Regions from separate parts of the Sus scrofa genome. Here all the other regions are linked to region 1. A link is a contact called in public Hi-C, HiChIP or PLAC-seq and promoter capture Hi-C data. All regions are on one chromosome and are shown on one strand. Each heading gives the region's core, a stretch centred on a gene start, on an enhancer-like site or on the middle of the called end of the contact. The rest is flanking DNA. Distances are from core to core; before and after follow the strand shown.

What was found. Promoter capture Hi-C pulls out the DNA fragments that hold promoters and counts their contacts. Hi-C and Micro-C count contacts between places; a contact is called where the count stands out from the background. HiChIP or PLAC-seq counts read pairs in DNA pulled down with a chosen protein or histone mark.
Region 2: a contact with region 1 is called in a promoter capture Hi-C map of liver, with 5 times the contacts expected there. The contact joins the promoter of CA3 here to the promoter of WWP1 in region 1. A contact is called at or near these places in 2 of 5 promoter capture datasets (liver and skeletal muscle), 6 of 47 Hi-C or Micro-C datasets (brain, liver, omental adipose tissue and 1 more) and 1 of 2 datasets of contacts at active chromatin or transcription factors (skeletal muscle).
Region 3: a contact with region 1 is called in a promoter capture Hi-C map of fetal liver, with 7 times the contacts expected there. The contact joins the promoter of LOC100154873 here to the promoter of WWP1 in region 1. A contact is called at or near these places in 2 of 5 promoter capture datasets (fetal liver and fetal skeletal muscle), 12 of 47 Hi-C or Micro-C datasets (alveolar macrophages, brain, embryonic fibroblasts and 8 more) and 2 of 2 datasets of contacts at active chromatin or transcription factors (alveolar macrophages and skeletal muscle).
Region 4: a contact with region 1 is called in an H3K27ac HiChIP or PLAC-seq map of alveolar macrophages. The contact joins the promoter of LOC100152714 here to the promoter of WWP1 in region 1. A contact is called at or near these places in 1 of 5 promoter capture datasets (fetal liver), 2 of 47 Hi-C or Micro-C datasets (embryonic fibroblasts and heart right ventricle) and 2 of 2 datasets of contacts at active chromatin or transcription factors (alveolar macrophages and skeletal muscle).
Region 5: a contact with region 1 is called in a Hi-C map of skeletal muscle, with 3 times the contacts expected there. The contact joins the promoter of LOC100153915 here to the promoter of WWP1 in region 1. A contact is called at or near these places in 1 of 5 promoter capture datasets (liver), 1 of 47 Hi-C or Micro-C datasets (skeletal muscle) and 1 of 2 datasets of contacts at active chromatin or transcription factors (skeletal muscle).

The regions. Positions count from the first base shown.
Region 1 is chr4:50,505,285-50,510,973 of Sscrofa11.1, forward strand. WWP1 (NEDD4-like E3 ubiquitin-protein ligase WWP1) reads right to left here and starts at 3,946. Exons shown (of 26, transcript XM_013996633.2): 1 at 3,615-3,946.
Region 2 is chr4:51,234,427-51,239,610 of Sscrofa11.1, forward strand. CA3 (carbonic anhydrase 3) reads right to left here and starts at 3,435. Exons shown (of 7, transcript NM_001008688.1): 1 at 3,336-3,435; 2 at 2,412-2,609; 3 at 1-7. The coding sequence starts at 3,369.
Region 3 is chr4:51,209,032-51,214,193 of Sscrofa11.1, forward strand. It overlaps LOC100154873 (carbonic anhydrase 2), which reads right to left and starts at 2,405. Exons shown (of 7, transcript XM_001927805.2): 1 at 2,120-2,405; 2 at 814-1,011. The coding sequence starts at 2,153. It overlaps MIR9858 (microRNA 9858), which reads left to right and starts at 2,552; the gene lies at 2,552-2,629.
Region 4 is chr4:51,466,340-51,471,467 of Sscrofa11.1, forward strand. LOC100152714 (carbonic anhydrase 13) reads right to left here and starts at 2,632. Exons shown (of 6, transcript XM_013996643.2): 1 at 2,514-2,632. C4H8orf59 reads left to right here and starts at 2,815. Exons shown (of 4, transcript XM_005662997.3): 1 at 2,815-3,157. The coding sequence starts at 3,053.
Region 5 is chr4:51,339,659-51,345,210 of Sscrofa11.1, forward strand. LOC100153915 (carbonic anhydrase 1) reads left to right here and starts at 3,890. Exons shown (of 7, transcript XM_001924183.4): 1 at 3,890-4,045; 2 at 4,527-4,724. The coding sequence starts at 4,009.

The DNA.
Region 1 (5,689 bases), core at 2,696-5,195:
TCCACTGCTTGTTATAATTACATCATATTTTTACAGAAAGTAAAAAAGATCCTAGCCTTTCTAATAATAATGGAATCAAAGTTTCTAGATACTAAGTAATAGCTTGTTCTGATTCCCTACCAGGAAGACAATCCTACAGATGCAAAAAAGTCAAGTGTTTACTAATTAAATTATGCTTTAACCACAATAGGGAGAGTCAGCTATTTTATACAATGAAAAAATTCACTGACTAGGTAGGTTCCTGTATTTCATCATTCTCAAAAGTTTTAATTTTTCCTTGATAAAGGGTTCCTGAATGAAGATGGACTATTTTTGAGCAGGGAATACCTGAATAGACAAGACAGAATAGAGAAAAGTTTTTAAAAGTTTATTTCACTTCTCCTCCAACTCCACCCCTCAAACCCAAAAAGAGATACAAAGGAAATAAGGGAGAACTGGATAGTTCTAATATTGCCATCTTCTCTCCTTGCGCCCAATTTACCCTCAGCTTCACCAGCTCTCCTGCACATGGAAAACAAGAAACATACAAAGTTCAGTAAAAACCTAAAACCCAAGAATCACAAAATGTTAAGAATTGGAAGGAACCTCCCGGGATCATCCGTCCTTACAGATGAGGTCACTTAAAGGCAGTGCTACGTCTAATTGATAAATCAGTTGCGCACCTTCACACACCGAAGAAAACCATCATTGTCAATCAATTCCTGATTCCACTTTATCCACTTGCTAATTGAAATGCTTGGGACAAATCATTTAACCTCTTGAGCTAGTCTGTTCTGTAATACAATAGCAAATGAGAAAAGCTGGTCAAAAATCTCTGTAAGCTATAAACCACAACACACGACTAAGGAGATAGCTTCTGTAGATGTACACACAATATGTCTCTACAAGCAGAGCTTCTTATTGGTAAATGAAAGCATTTAAAGATTCAATTGTTCTATTTATTTATTTATTTTTTGTCTTTTTGCCATTTCTTGAGCCGCTCCCGCGGCATATGGAGGTTCCCAGGCTAGGGGTCGAATCGGAGCTGTAGCCACCGGCCTATGCCAGAGCCACAGCAACTCGGGATCCGAGCCGCGTCTGCGACCTAGATTCAATTGTTTTAAAAGGCCCCTAGTAATTCCGAGCACTGATCCCAACCCACTGGCCCATGGGTTCCACAGATGAGCTTTAGGTGGTCCACTGACTCCCCTAAAATTATAGCCATGAAGCACAAACATATACGGAAATTTTTCAAGTCACAGATTTCATCAAGTTTCACCCAGAATTACTATTCCCCCAAAGGCTCAGAAGTACTACTGTAAAGTAACACACATATGCTGAAAATAAAGCTTCTTGGATGTTGCTCAAAAAGACTATACTCCCAACCAATGACTATACTCCCTACCTACCTAACAAGTCTGTGAAGGCAGAAACTGTCATCATTCTCATCTTTATATTCCCCCCAATACATCACAGTCATGCAGCATCTTAGTTATTTTTACCGCCTTCATTCTCTCTCTCATCATCAAACTCTGTATACTCTATCCTCCTCCTTTCCATTCCTATTATTACTGCCACAGTTCAGACCCCCCACAGCTATGACCACAGCAATCAAGAAGTCTTTCTACCTCCAGGTTCTCTCTACTTCAAATCATACTACACACTGCTGCCAGATCAGTCCTCATTCCCAACTCAAAAATCATCTGTAAAACCCCCACTGCTTACTACAGTCAAGGTCAAAAGTCTGGCATTAATAGAAATCCATAAACTGGTCCAAATTTTTGCTTCAAGCTTTATCACCCGTTACACTGATACAAACTCGTCATACAAAAAATACTTGCCTCTCCTCAAATGTATGAAGTCTGTGCTCTCTTAGTCCCTCCTTTCTGCCTGGATTACCTTTCCTAGCCAATCAAGTCTAAAGTCACCCTTCAAAACAAAGATTTTAGGAACCAGAAGCGCTATGAGATAACCCTAATCCCACCCCGCTGAGTGAGATGTGAGGTCTATCCTCTCTGAAGCTGAATTCCATATGAAACACAGCTATATACTAAAAGACAAATGAGGCATTTGTGTATAGTCCTACCTGCCTAACGAGTCTGTGAAGGCAGAAACTGTCATCATCCTCATCTTTATATTCCCAATACATCACAGTCATGCAGTAGATGCTTAATAACCGTGTAAGAAAGCAGAAGAAATTTCAGCCTTCGGAAGGTAGGCAGATTACTATCTCTTGAGGGCAGAGACCTTATATGCAACATCCTCTATCGTGGCAAGCTTCCAAAAAACATAACCCTTAGTTACCGCTTTTCAAAGCCCTATGTTGTAGGTCATATAAAGAGTTTTGCATTTAAAAATGTTAATAAACTACATCAGAACTGCTCCCCCATATACTTTACACTTCTCAATTTGAAGAGCTCCCACCACTTGGCCAGTAAGTTTTCAATTTAAAAAATATTAACTATTACCTACCTTATGGCTAAAAACAAGTCACCTAAATAAAAGAACGCCTTTCTTTTTAAAAGGTCCATTTTGCTTGCATAGTACACAGAGACCTAATGGGACCCGCAAAGTGGATTTATACTTAAGCATGAACTCTTCCAGAAACCTGCATACAACTGCACACTAGGTATTTCAGGCAAAAACACCAAAGTGGGGGAAGATAACTTTGGATGTTGTTCTTTTACACTGCTTATTACCAATAGCATTTTAAAGCAGAAACACATCTTTTAAAGCTTATTTGCTACACAAAAAGATAAAAACCCGTCGAACAGAAAAAGAAAGGCACATCAAGAACCTGGAAAATACTTTATCCTGGAAGAGTAAAAGTGTCAAATTGACAGATACTCCTCTTCTTTGGTAATAAAGGTTTCATATAATCACGGGAGCAAAGGAAGCTCAACTCCGAACAGATGGAGCAAAGAAAGGGCTATGCACAAGACTGGTCATTTAAAGGTTTTAAAAGCAAGGGGCAAATTACAAAATTTATTTTAAAAAAAAGTTTAAAGGATGAAAAAAGGTCCAAGTCACAGATAAGATAAGGACTAGTAAAAACTGCAAGGTCACTGGGACCTACCAGGTCACAAAGGTAGAGGTGGGGGTTGTGCTGGGGGAGCTACAGAGTCAGTGAAGAACCCGGAGAGATTTAAACACACACACACACACACACACACACACACATCAGAAAAAGACGTTCTAAGGCGGGGAGTCCTTGGTTTGGGACGGTGGAATTGCGGTGAAAGTCAGGGCACCGGCAGTTAAGTCCACATATTCGGAGGTTTTTGGAGAGCTGTTAGGGAAAGGAAGAGAAGGTAGAGGGCGAAGGAAGCCTAAGAACTGCGGCTGCCGAGTCACGGAAACACTTCTCTCCGCTCCAGTATCATTAGCTCAGGCCTGTGCCAGGACCAAGTCAGGGCAGGACCGGCGACCCCACCCCAGAAAAGTCTCGGCCCCCGGGGCTGGAGCCAGCAGCCCAGACGGCGCGACGGGCCCAGCCTGCCCCGCGGAGGGTCCCGCCCCGGGGCGGCCGGTGCGGGGCTGCCGGCACAGCCGCGGGGGCTCCCGGCCCGCGCCCCCCGGCCCCTGCCCCGCCCCGCCTGCACCCCCCGGCCCCCGCCGCACCGCGGCGTCCTTACCCGGCGCGGAGCCGTCGGCTCCCGGCGGTCCAGCGGCCACGGCAGCGGCGGCGCCCTCACCCTTCCGCGCCCAAGATCGCCATCTCGCAGCAAGCGCGGCGGCGGCGGCGGCAGCAGCCACCCAGGCGTTGGCCCCGGCAGCCCAGGCCGCCTGCAGCCACTTGGAACCCGCTCGCCGCGCTCGCCGCCACCCGACCCTCCCCCCACCCCCACCCCGGCCACGCACCACCCCCGGCCGACCCCACGCCTCCCTCCTCAGGAGCGCGCCGCGTGCTCGCGTCGCCGGCGCCACGCTTTAAGCGCGCGCTTCCCCCGCCGCCCCGGCTCCGCGCGCTCTGCCGCGGCCGCCCAAAGCCTCTAACTCCGGACCCAGAATCCGGCTTCCCGCGAGCATGCGCAGCAAGGACGCCCCACGATGCCTTTGGAAAACTCCGCTCCTCCGGGTCTTCGGAGTGGTCGAGGGAGGGGGAGGGCCAGCCAATGGGAGAGAGGGGCAGGGCCTGAACCTGTGGAAGGGGAGGGGCCACCGCCGAGATTGGGGCAGTTGCTTCTCTAAACCGCAGGTGTGTACTGCTGACTTGACTTTCCGGTTCGTGGGCCGAAACTGTGCAGGACTTCCAGTAAGGTCCTCGGGGCACTGGCGTTCTTTTCTTGAACGCTTTACGGCGAAAGGAGACTGTTAATGAATACTCCTTCACCTACCTGAGTGTTTGACTTAGAAAGTCATTAAGAGTGAACAATTCGATTTAGCAGACGGTCAACCAGAAGGCTTCCAGTCTACTTTTACTAGTAACCAAAACGTCCACTCTCCCAACCCCACAAGAGTATAGTGATAATACTGAAAAAGTACATGTGTCAGTGCATACATACAACAATCCCATGAAGAAAAGTCTTTTATCCCCGTATATACAGTGAGTGAAGAGAAGTGCTCCAGGTTCTGTGCGTGGCTTTTAGAAGAAAGGCCACCCTGCAAATCAAAATAAGTAGTGACCCTATCACTCACCAGATGACCTGGTCTTCTACTTCAGAGATATAATAAAGGTCATCCAACATGGATTTCTACAATTCTTTGCCCAGCCGCCTCACCCAAACCACCCAAATTACCTACATCCACAACCAAGCTGACTAGTTTCCCTCTATCTCAGAGACTGGGTGTTCCTGCTCCCCTCCAAAAGATGCTCTCTACTGCTTGCTCCCTCCTGTGAGGCCCTCCTTGACATATCTTTAACTTCATCCCTCCTGTTGGGTACAGCTCTTCAGCTCTTTTCTGTCTTAAACTTTCCCTTCATTTTAAAACTTCTTTCTAGTTCTCTCTCTAAGCCTCTGAAAGAGTTGTGTACTAAGAAATCTCTCTTGACTTATCTTCCTCTCATCAGAGCTTTCAAGACAAAGATTAACATGATCTTCAAGGCTTCTTTCATGCTCACATGCTCTGTCTCTTCTCTTATGATGAACTCTTCGGAGTGTCCCGATTGTGTTCAATCTTGTCTACTTTGAAGAGTACTGTTTCCTCTAACTTTTCCCTCACATTTTTTATTGTCCAGCTCCTTTAATTTTTTTATAACTTCATTTTTATTTATTTTTTTGGTCTTTTTTGGCATATGGAGGTTCCCAGGCTAGGGGTCCAGTCAGAGGTGTAGCTGCAGGCCTACACCAGAGCCACAGTAACATCAGATCTGAGCCACATCTGTGACCAACACCAGATCCTTAACCCACTGAGCAAGGCCAGTGATCAAACCCTCGGCCTCATGGATGCTAGTCAGGTTCGTTAACTGCGGAGCCACCACGGCTCCTTTAAAAATAAATTCCAGAACATGCTCACATATGCAAATTTTGCATTTGGGGTGGATAAGCAATGAGATCCTGTTGCATAGCACAGGGAACTATATCCAATCACTTGTGATGGAACATGATGGAGGATAATGTGAGAAAACTATACATGTATATTTGTATGACTGGGTCATTTTACTGTACAGCAGAAATTGAAGAACATTGTAAATCAACTATAGAAACAATGAAAAATCTTTAAAAAGGAACATGCTCACAAGTACACTCTCAAACATGAGCTACTCATA
Region 2 (5,184 bases), core at 2,185-4,684, 730 kb after region 1:
CTCAGCACTGTGATTCAGAGAAGCTAGGTCAGCAGTGAACTCAGGCTCTTTTCACACAGTCCTGCTTTAAACCAATGCTCTTACAGCCCAGGCTTGACAGTCTGGGCTGATGATGCCATTCCCAAACATACTGGTCTCTCTCCAAGTCTTGGGGTATATCAAAATAAATGATTTCTCTTTTCTGTCTTTCTGATTTTATTTGCTTGTTGTTTTATTTTTTAAATGTCGACTTAACAGTTTTGAAAATAAATTAAAACAGCTGATGGCCAATTAAAACAATCAAAGCATGAGTCTGTTGCATGGTGCAGTGGGGAGAACAGGAGAATTGAGAGTCAGACAGACTGAGGTTCCCACGCCAGCTCCCACCCTTTCCTAGTTGTGTGATCTCAGGCAAGTTGCTAAACTTCTCTGAACCCATTTTTGCATCTCTCTGAGGGTGATAATAATACTAACCTTTCAAAGCTGCTGTGAGGATTAAATGAGATTAAGGACTTTAAAGTGTTCATCGCAGTGCCCAGCACAGTAATCACTGAGCAAATGTGAATTCCTTCTCCATGTCTTGCCTCCAACTACACTTTTCTTCGAGACTACAAGCAAGAACTTTCATCCATGTCTAGTTCAGATTGTGTTTATTCACGAGATGAAATGGAAAATTCCAAAATTTCCCAGGGAACCAAGCAATGTGGACAGCTAAACTGGGTGATTACTGGTAGCATGAATCTGAGTTTGCAGTCCAAATACCTCAACTTAGGTTTAACTTCATTCAGCCTGGCAGTAATTCAGAAGCTCAGATATTTTCTTTCCTTCTTTTTTTTTTTTTTTTTTTTTTTTTTTTTGTCTTTTTGCCATTTCTTGGGCCGCTCCCACGGCATATGGAGGTTCCCAGGCTAGGGGTCCAATCGGAGCTGTAGCCCCAGGCCTATACCAGAGCTACAGCAATTGAGGGATCTGAGCCACATCCGCGACCTACACCACAGCTCACGGCAATGCTGGATCCTTAACCTACTGAGCAAGGCCAGGGATAGAACCCACAACCTAATGGTTCCTAGTCGGATTTGCTAACCACTGAGCCACGACGGGAACTCCAAGTTCAAATATTTTCTAAAGGATGTTGAGAACTGTACAAAAACTCTAAAGTCAAAATTTAGTAATGTAAGCTATATCAAAATAGGATTCAGATTAGCTATTCTAGAAAGGACTGATCAACTATTGTTACTTAAATAGCAGACTGAAAGCCACAGTATAGGTCTAAAATGACAGAGCAAGGTTTGTATATGCTTGGTCATAAGTGGCTTGATTAACTGAATTTTTTCTGTCCAACCACGAGGAACAATTATCTGAACATATGAGTCCAATTTATTAGGATGAACCATGTGAAATTGTCAATATTCAATCATTTTTGCTTTCAAAAAGGCATTTTCATATGATTCAACTTAATAGATACTGTTTAATTTTGTTGTTTACTCTCCAGAATGAAACTGGATTTAAATGGAGAAGGGGGAAAGGCTAACAGATAGTTATGAGATTATGGTTTAAGAAAACATACATTTCTATGATATTCCTTACTTGGAAACTGTTAGTAGGTAGAAAGCATGACCGTTAGTCTTTACTTACAACATTACTGAGAATATTCATTTGTGTACATCAGCAAGGATAATTTTAACTTTTTTATAAAAAAGAAAGTGTATAACTGTACATCAAGCAACAAAATATTAAAGTTAGGTTCTTACCTCATTTACAGTAAAATAAAACATTTTTAATTAACCTTTTATTTCACTGATTTGCCAAAGAGTACAGGTGAAATAAAGAGATTTTTTTTAAACATGCAATTTTTCATTTTTATACAAATCACAACTCAAGAAGAAATTGTCAGATTCTTCAAAAACACTCAGCAAAATTAGTCAAATGAACTCCACTGATGCATAGAAGGCTTAGGTCTTCTTGACTAATATAGTGAGTCTGCTCTCTCCCTTGGATTGGCCCCCACTCACACACTAGGGGAAGACATTACCCACTTGGTGTCTTTGCTGTGTTCCTTGCTTTGTAGAATGGAATCTGTGCCATGTGTGGGAATGGTGGTCTTACTCTCCGAGCCATGGTTAAGAAGCAAAAAACCTCTCAGGTTTAGACTATCAGTGCCTCAAGAAAACTCATTTGGACCCACTACCAGCACCTCACTATGCACTGCCAGCTTTTACCTTTGCTCCATTTTGCAGGAGCAAAGTGGCCAAGGTTAGAAAGTGAGACATTCCCCTCCAATGTATAAACATAATTCTTCAGGACTACAGCATATTCAAATGTCGTTTCCATTTTCAGAGAAGAGCCCCCTCTTCCTACTAATTCTGTCGTTGTGCCATAAATCACATTTTGCCAATATGGTCCATGTGTCTCTATTTAAGTGTCATACTTACTTGACCTGTCATAAGTATCATCAAATACAACCCTGCAGGTCTTCCCATTGTTCAGGATGGTCTTGGCAGAGCCAGGGTCATAAGATGCTGTCCAGGGCAGCAGAGAAGGGTCATGCTTGATGTCCTTAGTGTGCAGTTCAATGGGCGATTGGTTGTCTCCCTTGGCAATTGGGTAAAGTTCATGCCAGTGGTCAGGACCTAGAAAATGAAATTGAGGGGATTTACTTATTTGGTGGTGCAATCCAAGCCTTCTTTCTAATTGACTAAACCAGTAAAATACACAGGGGTTGGACAATGATTGCGGAAAGATCCTGGATTTCAGATTAGGCAACCCAAGGCTCACAGTTTAAGACCTTTTCATAACTTTGTTAATAGTGTACCTGGAGACTGTATTTAACTCTGTTTATTTCCTCTACTTGCTCAAGAAGATAGCTTCAAAGGCTTATTTTTGAAATGGACTTCATCACATGTTTTACTAATGTCCTCTTCTATCCTAGAGCTGGAATAAAATAACACCGACCCCAAATGGATTTCAGAGCACACCCATGTTCTTTTCCCATGGGTAGGCAGGAGCTGCAGGCAGAGCTGCTTATATCATCACCTGGCTCAGAGAGGTTAAGTGCTTGCCCAGGATCAGGGAGAAGGGGACAGTCAGAACTGGACCTCAGAGGTCTGACTTCTCAGTCAGAAGCTCTGTGACCTGGACAAGGTACCCAGCCTCTCTGTGCTTTGGTTTCCCCCAATGGGAGTAATAACAGCTTCACACTGGGGAGAACTAAGTGAGATAAAGGTAAAAGGGGTCAGCAGCGTTTGGCACTTTGTAAGTGCTCAGTGAACATTAGTTTCCTTCGACTCCGCCTCCCCCATTTTTCAATGCACTCTCTAGAGTTGCCCCCTTTTTGAACAGCACCATCTCAAGCTCACCATTGTGGTCGGCGTAGCCCCACTCCTTGGCCATGGTCGTCTTCGTGGGCACTGGACGGCTGCTGCTTTCTCTTCCACGCCGTGCACTGTCCCCGCGAACCCACACCTTTTATATAGGTTCCCCCCACACACTTGCATGGCCTTATTAGGTCAGCGAGGGTGGGGCGGGGGGCTAAACAGGATTGGGGTGGTATTTGGGAGGCGGGGTGGGGGAAGCCAATGAATTCCAAGAGCTGCACAGCTGTCGGGGTGGGGGCACTTGGGCGGAGCCCCCCCCCCTCCTTCCCTGCAGGCGCCGCTCTTGGCTCTTCTATCCCTCCCTCCAGCGTCCTAAAGCTGCAGAGCTTTCCAACCACCGGCGCCAACGTGCAGAAATGCAGGCGACTTTCGCCTCCTCCTCCCTCAGTCCCTCCTCCACGCAGTTTTTTTTTTTGGGGGGGGGGGGCAGGGGGAATAGGGTGGGGTAGTCGTGTCTAGCGTCCAACTAAAAGCTGCACTCAGGCGGCGCTTGCAGCAGCTCTTAGAAGTTGCTTTTAGTGCAGGCTGGCGGTCTGGCTGCGGTCTCTGGATGCTTCTGCGGGTTTATTTCGCTCCAGCGATCCGGTTACCGTGGCTGGAAAGAATACGTTTGTTTGCCTGACCCATGTTTGACTCCTTTGCAGGCAACTTGTAAAATCTTAGGAGCAAAGGATGGGACAAAAGAGGCCGGAGGGCTGGTTTTCTTAATTCCTTTATCTTTAAGAGACTTGAAGATGCAGGGTGCCTTGAACCACACCAAGCGGCATTCCCCAATTTAAGCGGGTCCCTTTGGTCTGCAGGACGCCAGGGCTGGGTCATGGGAATATGGAAGAGGTCTGGATCCAGGTTACCATAGAGCAGGAGTTTGGAACTGATTTACCAACTCTGTGGGCTGTACCTCTCCTCAGGAAAAATCGATAATGTTCTGGAGTGTTGGAAAGCCAGGCACCTAAAGTGAGTCATACCGTTTAAAACGTATGACTTCATTTTCCAAGACATAATGAAAGATTGAAAGGAAAAAAAGAGGAAAAGCTTTCCAGAATTGCTTTGTATTCTGATCTAGCACTCCCAAGTTGTCTCATGATACAGTGACCCACGCAAAAGTAGACTTGAACTGGCATATCCAGTGTGCACGTGGTAAAAACACGTTTTTAAATGTCTGGTTATAGTTCACATTGAAGGAGAAATGCAAGATATTTACATTTTAAGAGTATATTGCAAAAATTTTTCTTCAATTAAAAAAAAAAGTAAAGGCAGCAAGAAGAGATCAGCCTAATTTCAATGATATTTTGAATAAGGTTGTAGTATACATTTTTAAAATTACTTTGACTTTTCTTGATGCTAAGATTCTGTATTTGGAGATTACAAAACTTGAAAAGGAAATCTCTCATCATGGTAAAGATAGCTCATCCTCAAAGCATGTGGAATGACTGACCACGCTCATAACCTGGACGCCAGGGGAGTCACTCCCTAGCGTATTTTTGTGACTAGGGATTATTTGATCCACACAATAGCGGTGTGGAATCAAGAACTAAGATGGTTTGGAAAATCCAGGCAAACAGCAATGCAAATGCCCTTAGACTCTGAGCTCAAATATGTCAGTGTTGGATTAGAAAGGCTACTGAGTTGGCACATCTGGGCCAGTTTTTGCTTTGCCGTGATGGTGTGGTTCTGTAGTTTGTGGTTAATGGAGCTTATATTGTGCATAATTATTTGTATTAGCAAACTATGATCTTGCTCCAATTCATTAAATCGTTTCAGTCTGTCTTTTTCTGGTATATGTGATTAGAAGGTTGGTAACTAAATTTTGTGTCATTTGATACGTAGTAAT
Region 3 (5,162 bases), core at 1,155-3,654, 700 kb after region 1:
GTGCTTCCCCTGCTTCCACACCACCACCACACAAAATGTGTTTGTAGTACCATTCATTCAATATCCTTCAGAGGAAACCACTCAGGAAAATAGGACATTGGCAATGAAATCAACCAGTGGGCAAAGAAGGCTGCTACTATGTCTGAAGGAGATTGTTCTCCTATTTCTAAGTAAGAAAAAAAAAAAGAAGAAGAAGAAGCAGCAGCAGCAGCATTCAATGGACATTCTGTAAACAGCTCTATTACAAATAAATTGTGGTAACTGGTTTTGTCATATAGGTTGAGTATGTCCACAAACTCTGAAACTTATGAAATAAATTTCCAGGTAGATACTAAGATATACTGCCACTTCTATCACTCTAGCCCAAGAAAATAGTCATAAATACAATGTTTCCAAGAATTTTAGCATTTTAATTGTCAGGTTTTTATCACTCTTCTCACTGCTACCTTGAAGATCACCCTAGGATGTGCTTTTTATAGTATAAGCATCAATTTTGGGAAACAAGTACTTTAGAAAGTCTTAAAAGTTCAGGTTTTGCAAATCCCATTGTTTCTGATCTCTATGCCAGGGGACCTTGCCTTCTGTGACTTTTCCCAAGCACATCACAGTTATTCAATGCCCTACATAGAAACCAGGAATTTTACAGGGAGAAGTGGCCCCTGCCACTTGCAAATAATTAGCCTACTTCTCAGAGACTGAACGTAATGAAGATTATCAGAGTGTAGTATTAAGAGGAGGGTCTTGCTGCTGCTTCTGTTAAGCTGCGAAAACAGCCACTGGCTGAAATGCACAAGTTATTTTTTAAACACTGACCGCCTTTGTCCTGGGAGCTATCAAACTCCACGTTGAAAGAGTGGCCGTTGTTGACAATTCTCTGAGAAGTCGCTTGCTCATAGCAAAGGGACAGAGGCTTCAGGGCAGGGTCGTGAACAGCTGTGCTGGTGTTGATGTCAACAGGGGACTGGCGATCTCCCTTGGCGATGGGGAAGTCCTTATGCCAGTGCTCAGGTCCTGAGATTGAAAAGAGACTGTGTGAACCCCCCACTGTGGGGAAGGACAAACCCAGACCCCTAGAAAAGAGCAATGGCTCTGGAGCCAATCTGTCTGGCTCTAATTTTGGCGGCATAATTAACAGCTGAATAACTTTAGTGAAACACAATCTGTGCCTTAGTTTCCTCATTTGTATTAAAGGTTGATGTGAGAATCAGAATCAATATACGTAAAAGCTTTTAGAACAAGTAGTGAGCACCATATAAATATTAGCTATTTTATGTTCCTTTTACTGCCATTGAGTGACTGACATTAGGCTTGTGATTAGGATTTGGACGATGCAAGCTCACTTAAGACATTCCAGCAGATGGGGATTCCTCTCTCTTGTCCTTTTACTAGATCAGTAAGGTCAGAATCACTGTTCAGGCAGGGCAACCCTGCTTTAATGGTTAGGATTCCCACGATCTAGAAAGCCCCAAACCCCCAAAGAGGCTCAAGGTGGTTTAGACACATTTTTCTCTTTGGTCTGCTGGTTCAGGAGAACCCAGATCTGTGACGCCGATAAAGCCGGGTTCCTGGTGACTTCCTAACATTAGAAGCGGAGAGACGAAGGAAAAACTCAGAAATCAGCGCAGTGGATTCAAACCACCCCAAGAAAATGCCCCGGGACACTTCGTGCTGAGAGTCTCAGCCACAAGTGGTGCTGAAGATGAACTGGGGGTAGGGTAAGGTAGGGGGAAAATAGGGTCCCCTAATTTCTCTGCGATCAATAACTAAAATGTATCGTTACAATTCGCCCTAGTTTCCTCCTGGGTCGGAATAGGATGGTCTCCGGCTCGTGACCCGGGAAGGGCTGTCCTTGGGTCCCACTGCTGCTTCTGCGCGCCCCCTTCCCCCGGCACCGCGCGCCACCGCTGGACGCAGGGATTCCTCGACAGTGGACTCCGGCTCTGAGCTGGGGGCATCCCGCGCCGGGGAGCCGCGGGCGCGCGGGCAAGGCGTCGGGGGCGCACCTGAGCCTCGGGTGCTCCAGGCGGCAGCGGGAAATAGCAGGTGCGTGCGCTGCTGGGCCCCAGAGGGGCCCGGAGCCCCAGGCGCAGACGCCGCCCCGCCCGCAGCCCGCACTCACCGTTGTGCTTGTCGTATCCCCAGTGATGGGACATGGTCGTGCCGCTGGTAGGGGCAGGGCAGGAGTTGGCGCCGGTCTAGCGGCGGCTGCTGGAGCGCCTGCACCGTATGTCCGCGGGTCGCGCCGTCGCTGGTATTTATAGGCTCCCGCCAACTTCGTGCTCGGGGGCGGCCGGGGGGAAGGGGCCCTGGGTGGACCTGGGCGACTGGGGGAGGAGGTGACGGGCGGAGGTGATCTCCCCGCGCTCGGGGCGGGCCAGGAGGGCGAGGCTCCGGGGGCGGGGAGAACGCCCTCTCGGCGGGCGCTGGGCCAGGTTCAGGAGCTCCTCTCCCGCCACTCGTCTCCCCTCGGCCTGCGGCCCGACCTCGGGTCCCGGCCCCGGGTCCCTGGGCCTCCACGAGGCTCCGTGCTCCCCGCGCGCGTGGCGGCGGCGGCTCCGGGGTTCCTGAGTCGGACTGGGCTGCGGAGCGTCTACACGCACCCCATCCCCCTCCGGAGCGCTGAGGCTGGCGGCGGCGCTGACTGCTGAGGACCCGCGTCCGGTATCTCTGATCCCCTGTCCCCTTTGTGATTGCATCCCTGGCCTAGGAGCACTCCAGCCCCGCCCCATCGGCCCCACCCACGCCGAGGTCTCTAGCTCCAAGGGCTTGCTCGCGGGCGTCCCGGGCTTGCTTAGGAGCTATGACCTTGGGGCAAATAGGGATACGGTCCTTGAGGCGCTAGGGAGGGAGAAGCATCACGCTGAGAACTACGCGCCCCCTGCTGGAAGGCTGCGGAATAAACCAAGAAGGAGGGAGAGGGTGTCTTCGATTCAAGTCCGAAGAATGCATTTCCTTGAAAGCTGTCAAGGTCTCTTGAAATGTTCACCAAATGTTTGTTCATTCTACCTTCTTTCTTCTCTTTCAAAATACACTTTAGAGGAGAGACTTCCTAGTGGAGTACGTATTGATTTAAAGCAATCAAAACTTCTAAAAATCACTTTTTTTTCACAGGAATTGGGTAAAAGAAAGACTGTCTTGCAAAAAGATAAGAACTTTCCCTGGCTGACAAAGGAAAGTGGGCATCTGGCATACCTAAGAACTAATTCAAAGAAACTGAAGAGTGGACATTTTTGAGTCAAGGCAGCATTGTGGCTTTCCTAGGCCCTAGGCATTTTGCCCTTATTCATTTCCTTTTCGTGGGTATGTGAGGCACCGTTTCTCCTGTACCCAATGCCCTAAGTCAGGATTATTTTGAGGTGTGAACAGAATTCATTTCCCTCAAGGGACTTTGTCACAAAAAGGGGAGAAGGGTTTTCTGTCCTGTGAATCTCTGAGATCACTAAGAGCATAGTATTAAAGTTAAACTTGGGGCAGCAGGACACAGTTTCACACAAGTCTAACAGCCCTGACATCACTCATATAGATAAATAAAAGGATAAATTATAATATTAGTGTAAATTATTCCAATGTTGATTTTAAAATCATTATTTACTTTTTTATTTCAGTCAATTCCATACAAACAGAAATGATTCAGATTTAGATACATTTGGTCTTGTCCTAAGACTCCAGGAAAGTGTGTACCTCTTTGTGGGGTTTTTTGGGTGGATGTCACCAGTGAATTCTTAGGCAATGAGCTATTTTTGGTTTCTAGGACCATCACAAAATGTAGTTCGTAGTTACAGAGAATTTTGTATTTGTAGCTGCATAGTCTCTCATGGAGGCTATACAATAATTTTTTTTTTTTTTTGGTCTTTTTGCCATTTTTCTTGGGCCGCTCTCCGCAGCATATGGAGGTTCCCAGGCTAGGGGTCAAATCGGAGCTGTAGACGCCGGCCTACGCCAGAGCCACAGCAACGCGGGATTCGAGCCACGTCTGCAACCTACATCACAGCTCACGGCAACGCCGGATCCTTAAACCCCTGAGGAAGGCCAGGGACCGAACCCGCAACCTCATGGTTCCTAGTCGGATTCATTAACCACTGAGCCATGACGGGAACTCCTATACAATAATTTTGATTCTTTGCATAATTTTCAAATATTTACTTAATTCAAAAGAAGAGGGCCTCGATAGTTCCTGTCGTGGCTCAGCAGTAACAAACCTGACTAGTATCTGTGAGGATGCCGGTTAGATCCCTGTCCTTGCGCAGTGGGTTAAGGATCCTTCACTGCCATGAGCTATGGTGTAGGTCAAAGACGCGGCTCCATCTGGCATGACCGTGGTGTAGGCCGGCAGCTACAGCTCTGGATTCGACCCCTAGCCTGAGAATTTCCATATGCCATGGGTGCAGCCTAAAAAAGACAAAAAAAAAAAAAAAAAAAAGAGGGCCTCACAGTTGCCATGAGACTCTTCACTAAGCCCTGGGGATGTAAAGCTGGTAAGTGCAAAGAGGTGAACACTACCATCTATGAATGTAACATGGTTTCTCAAGATTCTGTGAAGGTCGTCAGGCTTTCAAATCTGCTTGGAATTCTTGTCGCTCATGTTCTGTGAAGCTGGGCTGTGGCTTTAACATGGAAATAATAGAAGTATAGTTCAATTATTTAATACCTCTGAAACTTAAAACACTACCAAACTGCAGTTCACAAATAAATTCCTATTATTTGAGTTTCTCCCTTCTCTCTCACTTCTAGAAAATGAGCTCATTTTAGTGGAGCAGAGCTGTACTTGGGGGGAATGTCACATGCTCACTGCAAGGGGAGAAGGTGGCTCACCTTTGGATATTCAGCAGAGATTCAACTTTTTTTTTTGAGATCCACATTTTTAATTAATTTTTATTACAATGATTGTCTTAGCATTTTTTTTCTATCCAGTTTTTTTTTTGGTTTTTTTTTTTGGTTTTTTATTGAATGATGGACACGGCTTTGTGCCTTTGTGGAGAGCATTCAGAATGTAACTTTATTTTACTGATGGCACTCTTAGCAGGCAGTCATGATTCAGTTCTGTTTCCGAGACTACTCAAGATTGGATTTTTGTTGTTGTTTATTTTTTGCTTTTTAGAGCCACACCTTTAGAATATGGAAGTTCCCAGGCTACCAAGCTACTAGGGGTCGAATAGGAACTG
Region 4 (5,128 bases), core at 1,382-3,881, 960 kb after region 1:
CTGCAATCCCACTCTTGGGCATCTATCCGGACAAAACTCTACCTAAAAGAGACACGTGCACCCGCATGTTCATTGCAGCACTATTCACAATAGCCAGGACATAGAAACAACCCAAATGTCCATCGACAGAGGATTGGATTCGGAAGATGTGGTATATATACACAATGGAATACTACTCAGCCATAAAAAGGAATGACATAATGACATTTGCAGCAACATGGATGGAACTAGAGAATCTCATCCTGAGTGAAATGAGCCAGAAAGACAAAGACAAATACCATATGATATCACTTATAACTGGAATCTAATATCCAGCACAGATGAACATCTCCTCAGAAAAGAAAATCATGGACTTGGAGAAGAGACTTGTGGCTGCCTGATGGGAGGGGGAGGGAGTGGGAGGGATCAGGAGCTTGGGCTTATCAGACACAACTTAGAATAGATTTACAAGGAGATCCTGCTGAATAGCATTGAGAACTTTGTCTAGATACTCATGTTGCAACAGAAGAAAGGGTGGGGGGAAAAATGTAATTGTAATGTATACATGTAAGGATAACCTGACCCCCTTGCTGTACAGTGGGAAAATAAAAAAATTAAATTAAATTAAATTAAATTAAAAATTAAAAAAATCAAAATAAAATAAACCTTGCCTGGTTATCAAGGCCCTTCATTAGCTCATCTTACCAGCCTCATTTTCAACAGTATCTTCACACCCAGACTTCTCTATTCATACAGGTCTACCTCCACTCCTACAAGGACAGCAAGTCCATTTCTGGGTTTACAGCTTGCTTATGCCATGCTTTATTTCTACAAGGCCTTTTCAGATTTTTTCCCCTAAAACCAACACTCTGTATTCTCCATTAGCTCAGGTTGGAAAACCTTCAGAAAAGGACTAATTTTATTAGCTCAACCAGGACCATTTAATGGGAGAAGAGTGGTTCCCCAGAAAGGAATGCTGAGCAGATAATGAATGTTCTCTGAATGGCCATCTACATGGGAAAGGGAGGCCCAGAGAAATGAAGTAACATTTCCACAACACACTGTTGGTTGTTGACAGAAGTAAAAAAAAAAATTCATGCCTCCTCACTCATATCTCATATAATGTCACTGCTCTTGCCTGTACAACCATGTTATTTCCTAGTGTGTATTTCTATCTCAACTATTCAAGATTAAAGCTAGGTCCATAAGTTTTCATAGACACTATAATGTCATTCCATTGCAACTATTTGTCTTCTGCATATATATCAACAACTTCACATTCACGGAATCATAATACATGCTTTATTTGCTTCAGTATTTGTGGATAACTCTAGCCTTGTGAAAGAATCTAATGCTTTTCGGTCGCTTTGGTGTTGTTTTGGTCCTGCCCCCATGCATTAGGGGCATTTTATACCAGAACTTTAAGGTGTTTTTAAAAATCAGTCTTTAGGAAAAAATACAAAATTTTAATAAAAATACATTGACAAGTAATTATTCCTCATTCCTTAATGTATTCCCTAACTTTTTGTGATTGATATAAATAAAATGATTTACTGTAAAAGTGGCTCATCGGTCTACAAGCAGGCGACTGACTTGGCGGGAAGAGGACTTAACCGAGGGCTAGACCACATGGATTTTGGTTTGGCTTTGTCAGTTACTAGCTGTGTGGATACCCGAAAATGGCTTAGACGCTGAGCCTTAGTATTCTCACTTGCAAAAGGAGAGTGGTATTCTGGCCTTATTTTGATACTATGAGCAAAACTCAAGCACGTTACAAAAGTGATATAAAAATGTCAGGAGTTCCAGTTGTGGCTCAGGGGGCTAAGAACCTGACATAGTCTCCAGGAGGATGGGGGTTCCATCCCTGGCCTTGATCATTGGGTTAAGGATCCCGCAGTTGCCACAAGCTGCAGAGTAGATCGCAGATGCACCTAAGGCTGGAGCTGTAGCTCTGATTTGACCCCTAGCATGGGAACTTCCATATGCCGCGGGTGCGGCCTTAAAAGACCAAATATATATATATATATACACACATATCTTTTTAAAGCAAGAAAACTTCAGTGAGAAAAGTATTTCAACTTTTTGCTCTTTACAGACTCTCCGTTTGGAGATTGTAGCTCTAGATCCCAATCAAGCCCTGGGCGCCACCCAGAGGTGCGCAGCGCCACCTCCTGGGAGGGTGGGCAGAACCAGCTAGCAGTAAACCGCTGAGGACAGACTACCAGGGTTATGGTCTTATAGTCTCCGTGGGTCGGAAGACTCAGACACCCTGGGTGGTTTCTATTTACCCACTCGGAGAATTCGACGCTTGGTTCCAGCCGAGTAGAGGTCCTCAGCTCAGCACAAGGCAAGTGATGTTAATGGGTCAGGACTTCCCATGGCGGGTGGAACTCGCTCTACCCGCGAGGCTTTGGGACATTCAAGAGAGAATGCTCCGCGGCAGGGTTGGCTCTGTGGGCGGGACTACGTAAGGGGGGTGGGAACCAGCTGGTGGGCGGAACCACGCCTACTGCGGGGTTTCGCTCCAAGCTTACCAGGTGGCGGGGCTTCGCTCCGGGTATGGGCTGAGCTTGGAGAGTTGTACTCCGGTCGGTGGGTGGGGCTAGGTCGGTGGGTGGGGCTTATCTCCGCGTAAGGATGATCTCAGGGCCCCGGATTCCGCTCTGTGGGCGGGGCGTTGCCCGGTGGGCGGAACTACGACCGCTATGAGGACTTTTGACTGGCTCCCTCCCCCGGAACTTCCAGGATGCGGGCGCAGGCAGTTGGCGTCACTTGGAGCTTGAGCAGCCGCACGAGGCTTTCGGAAGTCTGGTGAGAGTTTAATAAAGAAATTTTCCAGCGGGCTGGCAGGAGGTTTCCGGGTGTTAGGACAGGATTGGCTTGGCTGCTGTGATTTGGTCGCTTGGTTCTGCCGCTGGATGGCTCAGGCAGCCCTTCTGGGCCAGGCCTGCAGGCCCAGACCTGAATCCCCGTGCCTGCTGGGCCTTCGGCCCATGGCAGGGTACTAGTTTTTGGTTGTCTGGTTGTTTTCTCTGTTTTTTTTTTTTTTGTCTTAGCGCTTCACCTGCAGCATATGGAAGTTCCCAGGCTAGGCGCTGAAACTGAAGCTGCAACTGCTGGCCTACACCACAGCAATAGGGGATCCGAGCTACACCTGCAACCTACGCCACAGCTCAAGGCAAGACTGGATCCTTAACCCACGGAGCAGGGCCAGGGATTGAACTCGTGTCCTCATGGATAGTAGTCGGGTGGGTTGTGGCTGAGCCACAGGGGGTTTTTCTCATGTCATCATTTTCTAAGTGGTTGTCAGAGAAAATCTCAAATCTCACCAAATAGGCTATCACCTTCTCCAGGAAATTTCCTCCAGTCACCAACTCTACTAGATCTTTCCCTCTTGTGATCCTACTTGTATTCTGCTGGTAACAGCACCTTCCATTATGTTTCTTGTGTTTGTGTATATTTCACATGTAGTATTATCAGTTCTGACCACACTTGGCTAGTAGTATTAAAGAATACTAGGTGAGTGGTTGGATCTTGGATACTTATCGGAAGGATTTTGGATTATTTAATTTGGGGATGATTTATTATGTGTATTTTATGCTTCTTTAATGATCATGTGTTTTCTACTCAGTTCACTTTTTTTTTTTTAATTAGAATGCTGTGGGGGTTCAAAAGCACTATTGGGGTTGCTGTCTCTGTTAAATAGTTTCCTGAGGCTGACCATTGAAGGAGAGTATACATTTCAGTCAATAGAGAGGATGTGAGCAAAAGAAAGAAAGGGAGAACATGCAAAGTGTTTTCAAAGAATAATTAGTGCACTAGGCCAGGTGGATATAGAGAAGGAGCAGGGGATACCTTTGACAGATTTATGCTAGAGCCAGGACAAAGCATATTGCTTCTTGTGGTTTGGAAGAACCATTGGAGGATTTTATTTTATTTTATTTTATTTTTTGGCCTCCCAGAGGCATATGGAGTTCCCAGGCCAGGGATCAGATCCAAGTCGCAGTTGCCACCTAAGCTGCAGCTGCCACAACACCAAATCCTTAACTCTCTATGCTGGATTGGGGATAGAACCTTCATCCCCAGGCTTGGTTCAGATCTGATCTCAAGAAGCCTCAGATCCCATTGTGCAACAGTGGGAACTCCCTTTGGAGGATTTTAATACTGGGATGGTTCATTTCCTACCACTATGCAATATAGACTTAAATGCATATGGCTTAAGCCAGGAGTTAACAATCTTTCTGAAAAGGACCAAAAAGTAAATCTTTCAGGCTCTGCAGTCCACAGTTGTAGCAGGAAAGCTGCCCCTACAATATGTAATCCAATGGACATAGCTGTGTTCTAATAAAACTTCATTTACTAAAGTGGGTACCTGACCTGATTTGGTCCATGGGTATAGTTTGTCCCAAGACATAGTCTAACCAAATAGACCTAGGGACTAAAGCAGTAACCCAGCCCTGAACGAGGCAGTACTAAATCATATTTTTGTATTGCATTTTCATTTGTATATGAGAGGCTGTGTCACATAGTGAGAGCCCTCGATCTAGTCTGCCTAGATTTGAATCTTGGCATTCCTTGATTACTAACAGTGTAACAATGGCCAAATTAATTTTTCTTTGTATCAGTTTTTTTTTTTTAATGTAAAATGAAGGTAAAGCAGTACCTCCTACAAAGTGGTATTGTTAGGAGTAAACTAGTTAAAGCACATAAAATGTTAGGATAGTGCTTGTGTATGTAGTAAAAGCTCAATTAATCTTTTTTTTTTTTTTTTTTTAGCTATTTCTTGGGCCGCTCCCGTGGCATATGGAGCTTCCCAGGCTAGGGGTCGAATCGGAGCTGTAGCTGCAGGCCTACGCCAGAGCCACAGCAATGCAGGATCCAAGCCGCGTCTGCAGCCTACACCACAGCTCATGGCAACTCCAGATTGTTATCCCACTGAGCAAGGGCAGGGATCGCACCCGCAACCTCATGGTTCCTAGTCGGATTCGTTAACCACGGCGCCACGACGGGAACTCCAGTAAATCTTAACTATTAAAATTATTTAAATTGTTCTTTTCATGCATTAAGAATAGATTTGAGATGTTTCTGAGAAAGAATTTAAAGGCTTAGTTGTGTGTTTAGCTACAGGACAGAGAATATCTAAAGTTTT
Region 5 (5,552 bases), core at 2,640-5,139, 830 kb after region 1:
TTTAACATCATTTTTTGGTAAAAACTCTCCAGAAAGTGGGCATAGAGGAAAACTGCCTCAACATAATAAAGGCCATATATGACAAACCCACAGTTAACAACATTCTCAATAATGAAAATCTGAAAGCTTTCTCACTAAGATCAGGAAAAAGATAAGGATGTCACCACTTTTATTCAATAAAGTTTTGGAAGTCCTAGCCTAGCAGTCAGAGAAGAAAAAGAAATAAAAGAATCCAAATTGGAAAAGAAGAAATTAAACTGTCATTGTTTGCAGATGATATGATACTATACATTAAAAAAAAAAATAGTAGCTTTATGGAGTTCCCATCGTGGCTCAGTGGTGAACAAACCCAACTAGGATCCATGAAGATGTGGGTTCAATCCCTGCCCTCACTCAGTGGGTTATGGATCCGGCGTTGCTGTGAGCTGCGGAGTAGGTCACAGACACGGCTCCGATCCCATGTTGCTGTGCCTGTGGTGTAGGCTGGCAGCTACAGTCCAATTTGACCCCTAGCCTGGGAACCTCCATATGCCTCTGGTGAGGCCCTAAAAAGACAAAAGACGAAATGAAAATAAAAATAAATTAAATAAAAAAATAGTACCTTTAAAAAATGGATTTTATTTATTGTGAAGGAAGGTCAAGAGATAAAATTATGGCAGATGGCAAGATATCAATATTTTATCCTTAAATTTTTATCTTTAAATTTTTGAATAATATTTGGCCTCTAAAATTCCATTTCATGATGTGAAGGAAGACATCTTTCTTTTTCCCTGGTGTCAGCCCATTAATATGTTTTCACAAAATTTGCTAAATTCCTGAGCTAACCAGGATAATTATTGATTTAATAATAAACCAATATAATTATTAAAAGTAAACATTCTGCACATCATTCTTTCACTATTTAAAAATCTCTACTTAAAGTGCTACAATTTTTTCTTTCATTTTTTCTGTTTTATTGACATAGAACTGACATATAACTTGATACTTCTAAGTGTTAGCAATGAACCAATTCTCTATCAAAATTATGTATGTATTTTTGCATTATATTTTTAATGTGGCTTTTTTCCATCAGCCTAGTTGCTCCTGATTCAGTTTCAAGTTCATATGGATTTGTTTGGAACACTCTAACTGGTTGCAGGGAGGTATCTTTCTTCAATAAGTGCTTATGTACTTGACGGTTTTAGGGAATAAACTGTGAGATTAGAAGAGCAGAGGTGGTGTAGACTGAAGTCCTTGGTGTGCAAAAACAGTCCAAATATCACAGGTCTGGAAAAGTACGCTGTGAGGAGGCTACATGTGAAAGCAAAGTGGACCAAAAATGAGACATCTTGGATTTAGTAGAGATATTAAGCTGAAAGAGGCAAAGTTTGTAAGCAGAAAAAGAGGGGTAAAAGTAAGTGGGAGGAATGTTAGGACTTAAATCAGAGGTGCTCATTAAATTTTACATCCTTTCTCAATATAGTTTTCTGCTTGTACACAGACACACCCTAGGTATATAATGGAATAAAGGGTCAATGGTTAAGGTCCAAGGTAATTCTGTGCCTAAAACTAAATAAATTACCATCCTATAAAAATGCTAAAATATTTACGTGATAAATTATCACATAATCATGAAACGAGATTTTTTTCAAATAGGTTGATTATTATGGTGATTCGATTTAAATTTACTCTTAATAAAGTTTCAATTAGGAGGCAATTCCCAAAGAGTACCCTGCTTCTTCACTCCATGAGCTTCTGGCCAACTTGAAACTCTTAAGTCTAGAAGGAAGTAACCCCGGGGGTCACGTCTGACTACAGGTCATCTTGAACCAGACCAGACCAGATCAACTAATCCAACACTCCAGAAAACAGAATCAGGTAGAGGTTAATGGGCATTTGATGACAGTAGGTTAAGAAAGAGTAGAAACTTTGGAGTTAGACAGACCTAATTTTAAACCCTACTCTTATAAGATGTGAGTAGCCACTTATAAGCCTTTTATAACCCTGAGGAGTTTTTGATTCTTCTTATGCAGAATACAAATTTTAATGCCTAATTTGGTTATTGTGAGAATTAAATGAATTAGTGCACATGAACTTTTTAGCATAGCATTTGAGACATATTGGACCCTCAATAAATAGTACATTTAAAATAAGTTCCCTTTTGAAAAGATTGAAAATCAAAATAATCAAAATGGTACAGCATTTGCACTATTTGATAGACTTATAGACAATTTAAATTTCCTTGCTGATATTATACCATAGTTTTTGTGTATAGTAAGCACATTACTTTTATAATCAGAAAAATAAAAAATAAAAAAATAAAGAAGTTCCCATTTAAGTAACAGTTACTTCAGCCTCTTAAATCAGGGAATGGAAGCTTGGGCCTCTTCCCAATCTGTTCATGAGCCATAGTCCATTCTGAATCTGAGCCTGTTGGCTATCATTAGCCAAAAGGGACAAACAGTGTGTCTCCATTCAGCCTTGCCAAAAAGTGTGCCAGATCCCCTTCCTTTAGAAAGCCCAGGAGCTCAGACAATTCCAGAGTGCGAAAGGAGGTATGACTCCCAGGGTATTGAAAAGTGTTACATGGAAGCTTATTTTTTCTGATTGTTTTTCTCTGAACATATTTAGAACTTTGCACAGGTGGACCTAGCCAAGCTCTGACACACATGAGTTGGTTTTTTTCTACCTCCTTGAAAAGTCCTATGGATCTTCTCAGCACCCGACAGGTGGGAAGTCTAGTGTTTAATTGGACTTAAAAGAATTATGGGCATAGAGTAAGAACTAGAAGATCATCTACCTCATAGCTCACCCAGTGTGGCATTCAGAAGAAAACAAGAGGACTTAGAGGCTCAAGTCTGGGATTCTTGGCTCTTGCCAGTTGTGATGAAATCTCTCAACTACAAAATGATAATTCTCACTAGACAGGACTTACGTGTGTGGTGGTGGTAATATAAAATAATTTGAAAGTTCTCTATAAGTTGTATAGATATACAAAAGAAAGTCTTCTGTTTCAGTAGACCTATATTTGATGCGTAAAGTAAATATTGGGTCATATTCAATTTAAATATTAATAAATCCTCCGCTTATGAATTCCAATATTGCTCTAAAACGAAGGACTATCAAGTACAATTAAAAAAATTAAAAAAGAAAAACACTAAAAAAAGATTTTTTTTTTGTCTTTTTAGGGCCACACCCACAGCATATGGAGGTTCCCAGGCCAGGGGTCAAATCAGAGCTACAGCTGTGGGCCTACACTACAGCCACAGCAACGCAGGATCCAAACTGTATCTGGTAGCTACATGACAGCTCACAGCAATGCCATATCCTTAACCCACTGAGTGAGGTCAGGGATCGAACCTGCATCCTCATTGGATACTAGTCAGATTTGTTTCCACTGAGCAGCGACGGGAATGCCCTATAAAAAATTTGTTTAAATAAAGGAATTTATTCTCATCTGTGCATTTTTTGAGATGTACCATTGTGAATAATATATATTACAAAAGATTGTTTATTCTGTAATCTGATTTTAAGTAACATGACCAGTTCCAATCAGTTTGTAAACATGCAAATTATTCTCTTTATTAATTACTGTTTAATATTAAATTATTGCTAGTATTACTTAAGTATTCATCAAGAGTAAAGTTGTAAATCTCAAGTGCACAAAGGCAATTAAACTAAGAAATCCCAAAAATCATATATGGTAATACTCAGCCATATCTTTTACTAACATGAAAAAAACAGGGCTTGGTTTTATGAAACCTAAGATTTTGATATTTCTCTTTCACAATACAAGAAATAAAACAATTGAAGCTGACCTTACCTTGTGGGCTTTTTTAGTAACGCCTGTTTTTTACTGTATATACTTCCTGATAGGTAGAGATGATGAAATAGTGGCCTATTAAGTGAAGGGATATTTCTATAAAAACCCCAAGTGGTGGTTTCCATTGTCAACTGCCTGTTCAGTTGCAGTTAGTTATTTCAAGTATTATCTTTGTTTTCAGAACAAAGAAAACTACATAGAAGATCATGACAAGTCCTGCCTGGGGTTATGATGGTGAATATGGTAAGAGTTCTTCTGTTCATGTAGATCAAATAATAGCTTATTCTCTTTTCTAGTAAAAGAGGTGTTGAGCACTTAAAATAACTATATAGTCATAGATTAATGGTTTGAACTGTCTGACTTTGAATTATAGTAACTTTGAATGTATTCCTACCAGTTGTCCTTTGGATACAAAATATATTCTCTATCTCCCTTTCAGTCTCTCTCTGCAGAAGTACATATTATAAATCTATAATATATAGCTTATATAGTCATCTGACCCCATAGACTATGAGTATGTTACTGGTGTGGACAAAAGCATTATTTTATAGCATATCACAGAAAACAAACATTGAATTTGCAAACATTGAATTTCCATTAAGTTAAACAGATTATCCTTTAAGATACCTAAATAAATCCTAGTCTAATAAACAAAGTTATACTCCTAAAACTTGGAATCAAGCATTTGATCAAGTTTTGATCATAGGTCTGTTTGTCCTGGTAGGTCCTGAACATTGGAGCAAGGTGTACCCCATTGCAAATGGAAACAACCAGTCTCCTATAGACATTAAAACCAGTGAAACCAAACATGACACCTCTCTCAAACCTATCAGCGTCTCCTACAATCCAGCCACAGCCAAAGAAATCATCAACGTGGGACATTCCTTCCATGTCAACTTTGAGGACAATGATAACCGATCAGGTGAGCCAAAAGACCTTTATGATTTTTTTCTTTAACTTTCCTGGAGAAACTAAAACAATAGGGCTTTAAGAAACACAAATGCCTATCCTCAGTCTTATGTACACATGTGTAGCATTGCTGTAATCTGGCCATGCATTTTGAACTTCTAGAAAATTTCCAAGGAGTAAAGATGATTTGGGGGACTCCCAGCTCTGTTTTTTTTCCATCCTCTTCTCAGTGACACTATCCCATCTATTCTGGTTTCTGATATCTTTATGTTCATTTCACACTCTCTGAATAAACAGTATCTTTTGAAAATCTATGAAATATCTTGCATATAAAAACTGAAAAGGCAAATATTTTCTAATTGAGATGAGGGTGGAGGAGCACAGTAGGGAAAAAAAAAAGGTGAAAAATATATTTATTTTTGTGGCCAGAAAATGGCTCTGTAACTGTCAAGTGCTTGGGTACCAATAAGAAAATTTTCTTGCATGCATTGTGCATGGAACAATTTTATGCGTAAGTATACTTGTTTATCTTCCCCTCTCCCTACTAGGTCACAGTGACCAAATTATCTTCATACCCAGAATCCTGCACATTTTCTGCTACATAGGAAGATTTTCCTGAAATGTTACTGAATATTTTATTAAATGACAAGTCCATAAAATAATGCTACTGACCAAAAGCAGAATTTATTTTAGCATTTTCTTACAAGGTTCTGGACCTAAACTTTAGACAGTTTGGATCTATGTCCATTGTTAATATTGAATTAGATCTGGTATTTTGTGTGTTTTATTAATCATATAATTGGATAGACTCTCTAAAGCTACATGGTCAATCAGTGTTAGA